Linked DNA regions of Anas platyrhynchos: region 1 is linked to region 2. The links are chromatin contacts, called in public Hi-C maps. All regions are on one chromosome and are shown on one strand. Each heading gives the region's core, a stretch centred on a gene start, on an enhancer-like site or on the middle of the called end of the contact. The rest is flanking DNA. Distances are from core to core; before and after follow the strand shown. Region 1 overlaps PDZD8 (PDZ domain containing 8). Region 2 holds the start of SLC18A2 (solute carrier family 18 member A2).

Region 1 (4,332 bases), core at 332-2,831, 60 kb after region 2:
AAAATAGTAACTGGTCCATCATATTTTTAGGGTTTTCCTCCTGCTAAATCACCCATTTTGTTGTTCAAAAGATACATTCTTTCTAGACAATGTGCTAAGAACATAAAACATACTGCAATATGTAAAGCTTAAACCTGTTTTTACCGTTTTAATGGAACTCCTTGATTTTTCTTCCCAAACATTACTGCTCAGCTCCATTGTGCAATGAACATTTGTTTCTCTTTCATAGGATCCAAATATAAACAACCTGAAACAGAAAAGCATACAGTAAGAATTGTAATACTAGTATGCATCCTAAGTATCATATTAAACTCCGCGTTCTTCCTTTGTACACCCCATTACTATTTTCAATGTGTACAGACACAGAAGTGCATACCTAAGTGATTCCAAAAGCACAGCCTTTCACAAAATGCAAGGCACTGCCACCCTCTAGTGGAAGTATTTTACACGTATCTAAAATTGTTTAAAAATGTTAGCTAGGGCTTTAGGGGCAGGGTTTTAGAGGGAGGAAGGGGTGTTTGTTGTTTGTTTTTTTTGTTTGTTTGTTTTTAAAGTGTTCAATTGGCAGATTACTATTTTTATATAAAATAATAGCTTAAAAAATAAAGCAGTTACAGATACAAGAGTCTTTCGCTCTAGTCCTACACTTCACAACATACAACAGCTTTCCTTGGTTGGAGAGAGAGTGTTACTGTAGTAGCAAAGTCACAGATACACAGTCAGCAGTAAACTATTTCCTAACAAACAGAAGTGGTTCTTCAGGCATCTTATTCTATTCCAGAAGGCTACAAAGCTTTCCAGTTAGGTAACAGTGCTATAAGAGGGGGTGTGTGGGAAGCAATGAAGTTGTACACAGTTTCTCTCTCAGTACTTAGAAGCAAATAAATATTTGGGAATAAAAACCTCCGATAAATTGTGCTCTTCCAAGAGAGCCATTAGAAACGATCCTTGTCAAATGCATATAGAAAACTTCAAAATAAAGAAGTCTAAGCTTTCATCCAAACTAGCTTATTTATGGCTGTGTTTTATTACACAACTCTTCAGATGGAGATAAAAACTGTAATCAAATCACAGCAATATTCTGTTCATTTTGATGTTTTTAATGAATGTTTCTCGGTTAAGTATTTATGATTAAAAAGCGTGTAGATTTCTAGATATGGAGATATCTAAATTATTATATATTAAATATACTTTGAAAATTAAGTAAAAACAATTGAAAGCAACTTTTTTAAGCAACTGGAATTGGTAAAATTACCCCAATCCCAAGGAAACACACCTCATTCTACAACAGCTTTCTAGCCTGCGTTAAAGCACAGGGAATGGAAGAAGTATTCCTTTTGTATATATCTCTACAAATAATTCAACTGCGAAGATCTTTACAGTTACTCAGTTCTACATCTACCCCTGGGTTGGTGCCCAGCATTTTGCTGTGTTTGCTGTTCCAGGTGCCAGCCTTGTGGCTGCATGCTGTGCTGCCAGCCTCAGGTGTCCAGGCTGCGTGCTGCCCCATCCCTTCTACTGAAACCCTGCAAAGAGCAGCTGTCAGCGGCACTTCCAGCTTGACCTTCAGCACTCGTTTGTCTAGACGCTATTGATTTGATTACAGTAAGCAGAAATCCAGCCTCAGAACCAAGCGATCAGGTATTTTGTCTGGGCAAGACTAAGTTCCTTCAGGGTTACCTAAACTGACCAGCTTATACCCTCTTTGCTCATTTTTAAACTATCCTCAGCAACCTTCTGTGGCTTTCCTATTCTGCTTTTTGTAGTTGCTTTTGAATAATGCACTTTTTCTTCTGTGTCAACTGCAACTCATCGCCACCAGCTAGTTCAGTAAAGTTTTTCCACAGTTGGTCATTGCTTGCACACATTGCATTTCATCCAACAGGACTGCACAAGTTTCCTTTCCAGTTTTGCAAAGGAGGGAAGCACGGTGGGTCAGGAGGACTAGGGGGGAAACAATAACGAAGCTGATCAAAGATCCAGTTGGTTAATGCAGTTCAAAAGATAAAGACAGACAGACAAAACTCTCAACAGTGTATCTTCCAGGAGTCCTTGCCTGTTTCTAAACCCCTAATTCCTCTACAATATCAGCGGAGCAGCTATTTATCTGTCTTGTACTGGTGACAAGTAACATACAAGAACAAGGACAGGAGGTACATCACAACTGGGGAAAAAAAAAAAAGTGATTTTCAACTACAACCATAACGCAAAAGGTGCATAGGAAACAATGAGATTTCATGTTATATTACGCTACCCACACCCTAATTGAAGAACCGTATTGCAGGACAGCAAAAATGCACGCTTAAAGAGCAGTCCTGGTCCATGGACACTTTGTGCTGGAGTTTAGAATACAATTTCCAGTTTCAGGAAGACAAAGGGGAAATTTTCGCTTCTATGCCACTAAGGAAGTTTTTGTTTGAATAACATCTCTGATAGCACGCAAACAGAAGAGCTGGATTCTCCAGTGCAGCTGCAGATAAAGACTGATTACAATCGCATCACAGCACATCCCAAACAACTGCATATCGAAATGCAGGTTACTGTGTACTCCACAGATGTAACATTTATAAGCCAGTAAAAAAACAGTGAATGAAAGACACCCTGAAACAAAGTTTATAGCCCAAGCAAAGATTAAATCGGTAAGAAAAAATGATTAAGTTACTGCCTGAGTAATTAAAATAGGTATATAAGAAGGATGATTTCTACTGCTTCCCTACCTCCAGACGGGATACCCTCGGGTAAGCACAAGGCAAAGCTGAGCGATTTAGCAGATCAGCCGGAACAGCAGCGGCTTGGGGCTGTCCCGGCACCGTACAGACCCCAAATGTTATAGGAGGCCCCCTGACAGAGGGCAGGCAGCAGAACAGGGCCGAGGCGGGGGCAGTGTCAGCTCTTAGGGCTGATTGAAGCCCAAGACTTTGTCCTGTCTCTACAGTCCCCAGGAGAGGATGACTAGGTGGGCTATCAAGCTGGCTGCTTTTTGTGGGGTGATACAAAAGGGTTGATATGCAAATCCAACAAGAAGTCGATATGTGCAAAGTACACCCCGATCTATGGTAACATCTTATTTATTACCAGGTACATAAAAGCAAGCTCAATGTATTTCCTTTACAACTTTTTTTTTTTTTTTTTAACTTTTTTAATTTCAACTGTGACCCTTTTATTTGCAAACAGTTTTGGAGTCAAAATAAGCAGAATATTTCCTGAATTTTAAGAATGCCAAAAGCAGATTCAACATCCACACACTGCTGCATGAAGTCCACTCAAGGGCAAAAGGGAAAAAAAATAAACATAAAACTCCAAACCTAACACATCGGTCTCGGGTACACACTGCAGTGTTTTACAAAATGACCGTCTTCGGAAAAGTCTCCTTGTCCACAAAGGTTATTAAAACAAACGTTCATTTTAAAAGCCCACATTGTGGCACAGTTTTAGAAGAATATTCTGCTTAATATAGTAAGAGTTGACAGGATTTAAGACTTTCTTCGCAGAGTACCTTTAAAAAGTCATATGGGGAGATTTAACAGCGTGTTGCTTTGTTCTTTTCTCTCCTTAAAAAAAATTAAGGCAAGGATGCAATTGTTAGTGTAACTTAAGTTTTTCCTTTTCTTTTGTAGAAGAAATAAACTGTCACATTGTACAATGTTTTCACCTACAGATACATTTTTGCAATGAAAGTATTCTGTGAAGGTGTTACAATCATAAAAACATGCTTTCAATAGGTCAGACAAAAATTGTAAAATGTTATCTACACCAGTGAAGTTTCCATTCTTTCAATAATTTCATGTAAAAAATACACAAAAATTTTCTTTCAAAGACGTAACAACGAAACTTGGGTGGTGATTAGAAAAAGTGCAAGAAGTATGCATTTGGATATGTGAAGAACAAAATGAAATTAAGTTAGACATTTCTAACATACGAAGAGTTTGCAAGATGCTTCATCACTACAATTTCTCCGCTGTCGTTCAAGACTTAATTGCTTAGAACAGAAAACAGGATCTGAACGCTACTACTCCACACAAGGACCAAAGCAAAGCTTAAACCACTCAGCTCTGCCATAGCTACCATATTGAGACAGAATGTAAAATCCTCAGGCATTGAGCAAAACTGAAAACTATACAGAAATCAAGGTGATTTTCACTTCTGGAATTGGAAAGATTGCCAAGGAAGACAACTTCAGGTGCCCCCCTCCAGATGACGGTTCTCATTAGGGGATGCCGACCATTCTGCTGTGAATTCACTCACACAAACTGCCTGTGATGGAAGAGGCTCTTGAGGTTCAGTGACCTCAAAGCACCTTTGGGTGAAGAACTAAGAAGTCTGGGGAAATGA
Region 2 (4,233 bases), core at 452-2,951:
AAACATGATTTAATCAGCTAGATTAATAAAGCAATAGTGTCTGTGCACCAGTGGGCATCTCCACATGCAAATAAATACACTCAAATGCTCTATGCTTGTCCATGCTAATAGCTCAGGCATGCTCATGCACATTATTTTGGCATTAGTTGTCTAAAAGTCAATTGGCTGAGGGTAAGAGAAGCTAGGGGAGTAGAAGAGAGGAGTGACTTCAAGCAAAGTGGCCAGATGCTGCCAGCATGAATGTCAGCATGGCAGGGACAGGCAGAGGAAGGAGAGAAATTCTGGAAGACAGACTTGGGGGGGGAAGGAGATGTTCTCCCCCTGACATGGGTGATACAGAGAAAGAAGCAAGAGGCTTCTGCAACTGCATCCCTCATCACAGACGGCTGGAAAAGCATCTTTGTCCACATCTGCTTTCTGACAGGTGACAGTAACAGCAGCACTGCTAGCAGATAACTCTCCTCCAAACTGCTGTGCTTACAAAATGCCCAAACTCATGTTTTCCTGATGGGAAATTGCTATGGACATTTCATCGAAATGTGAAATTTATTTTCCCATACTGACATGGCTCTTGTTCCTGACCCGGGCAGTGTTCCCTGCCTCCTCCTGCATTCCTCCGCAGTCCTCAGCTCAGTGATGTGATTTATGGTGCAAGTGCCTTCAGGATATGAACCCTCGTTTGTGAATCAAGAGTTTAGCAATACCCACTGGGGACATTTATTGTGCACTGGTAAAATTGTTCCCATACGAGCATAATGCTTAGTGGATATGTCAAATAAAATCAGAACTACCTGCATGCAAACAAAACAGGTGCTATTAGCACATCCTCTGCCTGTTTTCACCGTTTTTAGGAAAAAATGTGTGTAGTAAAGAGCACACTGCACTGAATTCACCCCATTCCTAAAGCCTGCTAGACCTCTGCCAGCGATGGATTGGGACCTGAGATCAGTTTAGACCACATTGGTTTTTCTTCAGCTGCTACTTTGCCAAGACTTCACAGAGTAAATGGCTTTCATTAACTAATAAATTAATTCTGAAATGAACAAACCAGCACGGGCAGTTTGTTTATGGCACGAAGCGAGTGCTGCTGCAGGAGCACCAGGCTAAGTCTGAGCACCACGCACAGGCAACCCGCGTCCTGATGGCATCGTGCTGCAGGGGCACGGGGTGAAACTACACGAATACGGGGAACATCGCTGAGGAAGAACTGTTTGCACAGCGGTGTTGTCACCGCCTTCAGCCTGCCGTTTGCTTCTGGGGCTGTTCAACTCATCGCAAGGCTCATCCCGACTTCGGTGCTCTTTACCGGGGGCGAAGCACCGGGAAGAGTGTGAAGCAGAGAGCAGCCCCCAGGCTGGGCAGCGGCTGAAAGCTGACTGCTAAGCCGCCGTGAATCTTTGCCCAGCAGCCTCCCCTGCCAGCCCGTGGTGCTGGGGAAAGGCTCAAGGGGAGCGGGCTGGGCACGGAGCCCGGCGCTCCGGGCAGGGCGGCTGAGCGCTGCGAATCGCTCAGGTTGGGAAGGGACACCCAGAGGGGTCTCCGTGCCCCGCCTCCTCCTCCTCCTCCTCCTCCTCTTCGTCGTCGTCGCCCTCCTCCTCCTCCTCCTTCCTCCAACCCCTCCTCCTCCTCCTCCTCCTCCTGCCCAGCCGGCTGGCAGCGGGCTGCTGGCCGGGGTCCTGCGAGCCGGGGCGGGCCGGGGCAGGGCGAGGAGGGGGCTCCGGCCTCAGCCCCTGGCCCGGGGCGGCCCCCGGGGGCCTCCGCGAGGCCGCGGCCAGCGGCAGAGGCAGCGGCGGCGGCGGCGGCGGCGGCGGGGCCGGGCGGCATGGCCCGGGGCGAGGCCAGCATCATCCGCTGGCTGCGGGAGGGCCGGAGCTCCCGGAGGCTCATCCTCCTCATCGTCTTCATCGCCCTGCTCCTGGACAACATGCTGCTCACCGTGGTCGGTAGGCGACCGGGTCTGGCGGTGGTGGGGCTGCGGGCTTCGCCGTCGGTGGCTCGGGGGTGGCTCGGTTTTTGGTTCGTGTCTGTGTTTTTCGTTGGTTTCTCTCCCCCCGATTTATGCCAGCAGTAATCGCCGGTGACAGATGTGCTGCTTGGGTGCGCGAGTGATGCTCGCAAACCAAACCAAAGGTTTTCAAACACGTTGGGTGCCCCAGGTACTGCGGGCACTGGCACAAGCAGCAAAGTCTCACTTTGTTTCTCTGTCACTTGCAGGATAAGGAATTGCATAAAGCCACCTTCATAATTTATTTATTTTCCCACTGAAAGCCACTAAAACTCCTCAGAATGACAACATTGATATTTTTAGCTCATCATCTTTTTTCCTCCTGCGGTCATGCAACTGAAACACCAGGCTAGATAACGCTGGAGATGCCTGTTTCCTTGCGATAGTTCTCCTCTCCCCCACGCTGCTCGTCAAATGGTAGATTAATAAGAAAACTATCTACATGGGTTTTAAGAAAAGTGCTTCTAGGAGCTGGTTTAATAAAATAATCAGAGTTTTGATCAAAGTTGAAGGTGTGACTTTTACTGGCTTGAAGTTACATGGTGTCGTGAGTTATGAATTAAATCAAGTCCTGGAACATTTTTTGCTGGTAGTTCTTTAAGTACCCATGTCAAAAGGCTCCTTTTCATATCTATTTTGTCCAAGGGCTCAGAGAAACTCCTGGCTTGTACCCACACACTGCTCATGGAGCGTGGAGCCCACCCTGTGCAGTGCTGCCCTGCCAACCTCAGCTCCTGGGGGTGGTCAGCTTAAAGCTGATGCCTTTAACAAAAACTCCATGAATACTTTTACCAGTCAGTTTTAGATTTTTTACATGAACATCCTTTCTTATAAAGTTGTTAATGTTTCCTTATTTTTTCTATAAGATGTGTGCTAGAAGCTCTTAAAAGTATTTCGGTCTGCAGACTCACTGAAAGATGGGGCTGTGTCAGAAGGGAGGCCAGGCGGCTCTGCTGGTTCTGTCACTGATGCTTCCCAGTAGAATGAATCTTACATCTGTTCCAGCCAATGTGGATATGATAGTTTCTGAGATACACGTTAATACAGTTAAATTGCAGCTATGATCCTAAAACTTATAAAGCGTGTCCCTTCTGGGTGGTGTTTTCAATGCAAATTTTAAAGAAATAGTGAAATATATAAACAGCAATACATCAGTTCTGATTACTCTTTTTTTTTTTTTTTTTTTTTTTTTTTTTTGTGGCTTGTTTTATTAACATGTTTTATTACTTTTTACTATTTTGGCTTAATGCTAGTTTCAGTGCTTTTCTCATTATCCACGTTTTCACAATCTAATAAAGGGATTTATGCAGTCATGTGCAACAGTCTGTTCAGACATGGGTTTTGATACTTCTCATATTTTTCTTTCTGAGTTATCTCTGTATAGGAAAAAATATAATTACAAAAACTGGCAAAAAAAATAAAGACTAATGTAAAAGAACCATGTTTTAAATTGTACTATTTAAGTTCTGTGTTTCAGTCTTTTAAAATCCTTACTGATGTTATCAGTAGGAAAGCCTTGTACTTTCCAATCAATGACAAAGTAAACAAGAAAATTTGGTGATTCCATTTGTACGTAACCTTACGGTAAGATGCTAATATATTCTATTTGTTTTTCCAGTGCCAATAATTCCCAGTTACCTTTACAGCATCAAACATGAGAAAAATGCATCAGAAGTCCAGACTACTAAGCCTAACGTAGTTTCAGCAACGATGGACAATTTTCAGAGTATCTTCTCCTACTATGACAACTTGACGATGGTTACTGGGAATGCGTCTGCTCAGCCAGGCCCCAGAGAGCTGCCCCACACCCCGACAGAACAAATGACAGTGAACGTGACTGCTCCTCCATCTGATTGCCCTAAGGAGGACAAGGACCTGCTGAACGAAAACGTTCAAGTTGGGCTGTTGTTTGCTTCAAAGGCAACCGTGCAGCTGATCACTAACCCCTTCATAGGGCCACTGACAAACAGGTATGTTACGCAGTTAGGATTTGTGTTCATGGTTTAGTCTGGGTGGGGATTTCAAAGTACTTCTAAATCTGTTGTGGCCCTGGCTTCCTGGTCTCCTTGCTTTATCTGGAGGAGTATCTTAGTGAAATACATTTGATGAACACGTCTTCTGAATGCCCGCATCCTTTCTGAAATAAATCAGTAAGCACATGAGCCACTTGACAGTGTTGTACACTTCTCTTTTACTCCAGCTCCTGAGTCCTCAGGCTTTTATAGAAA

Evidence for each region. Hi-C and Micro-C count contacts between places; a contact is called where the count stands out from the background.
Region 1: a Hi-C map of skeletal muscle shows a contact between it and region 2, with 4 times the contacts expected there. The contact joins the enhancer-like site here to the promoter of SLC18A2 in region 2. A contact is called at or near these places in 4 of 8 Hi-C or Micro-C datasets (F1 follicle, liver, skeletal muscle and 1 more).

Annotation. Positions count from the first base shown.
Region 1 is chr6:34,488,435-34,492,766 of IASCAAS_PekinDuck_T2T, forward strand. PDZD8 (PDZ domain containing 8) reads right to left here. Exons shown (of 5, transcript XM_027459985.3): 3 at 145-247. Among named protein-coding and RNA genes, the nearest start is that of PDZD8, 24 kb to the right of the region's middle. Within about 2 kb of position 1,582, at least 1 of the 8 cell types and tissues checked has an H3K27ac peak or open chromatin away from gene starts, as enhancers often do.
Region 2 is chr6:34,427,858-34,432,090 of IASCAAS_PekinDuck_T2T, forward strand. It overlaps SLC18A2 (solute carrier family 18 member A2), which reads left to right and starts at 1,702. Exons shown (of 15, transcript XM_038181112.2): 1 at 1,702-1,943; 2 at 3,624-3,975. The coding sequence starts at 1,823.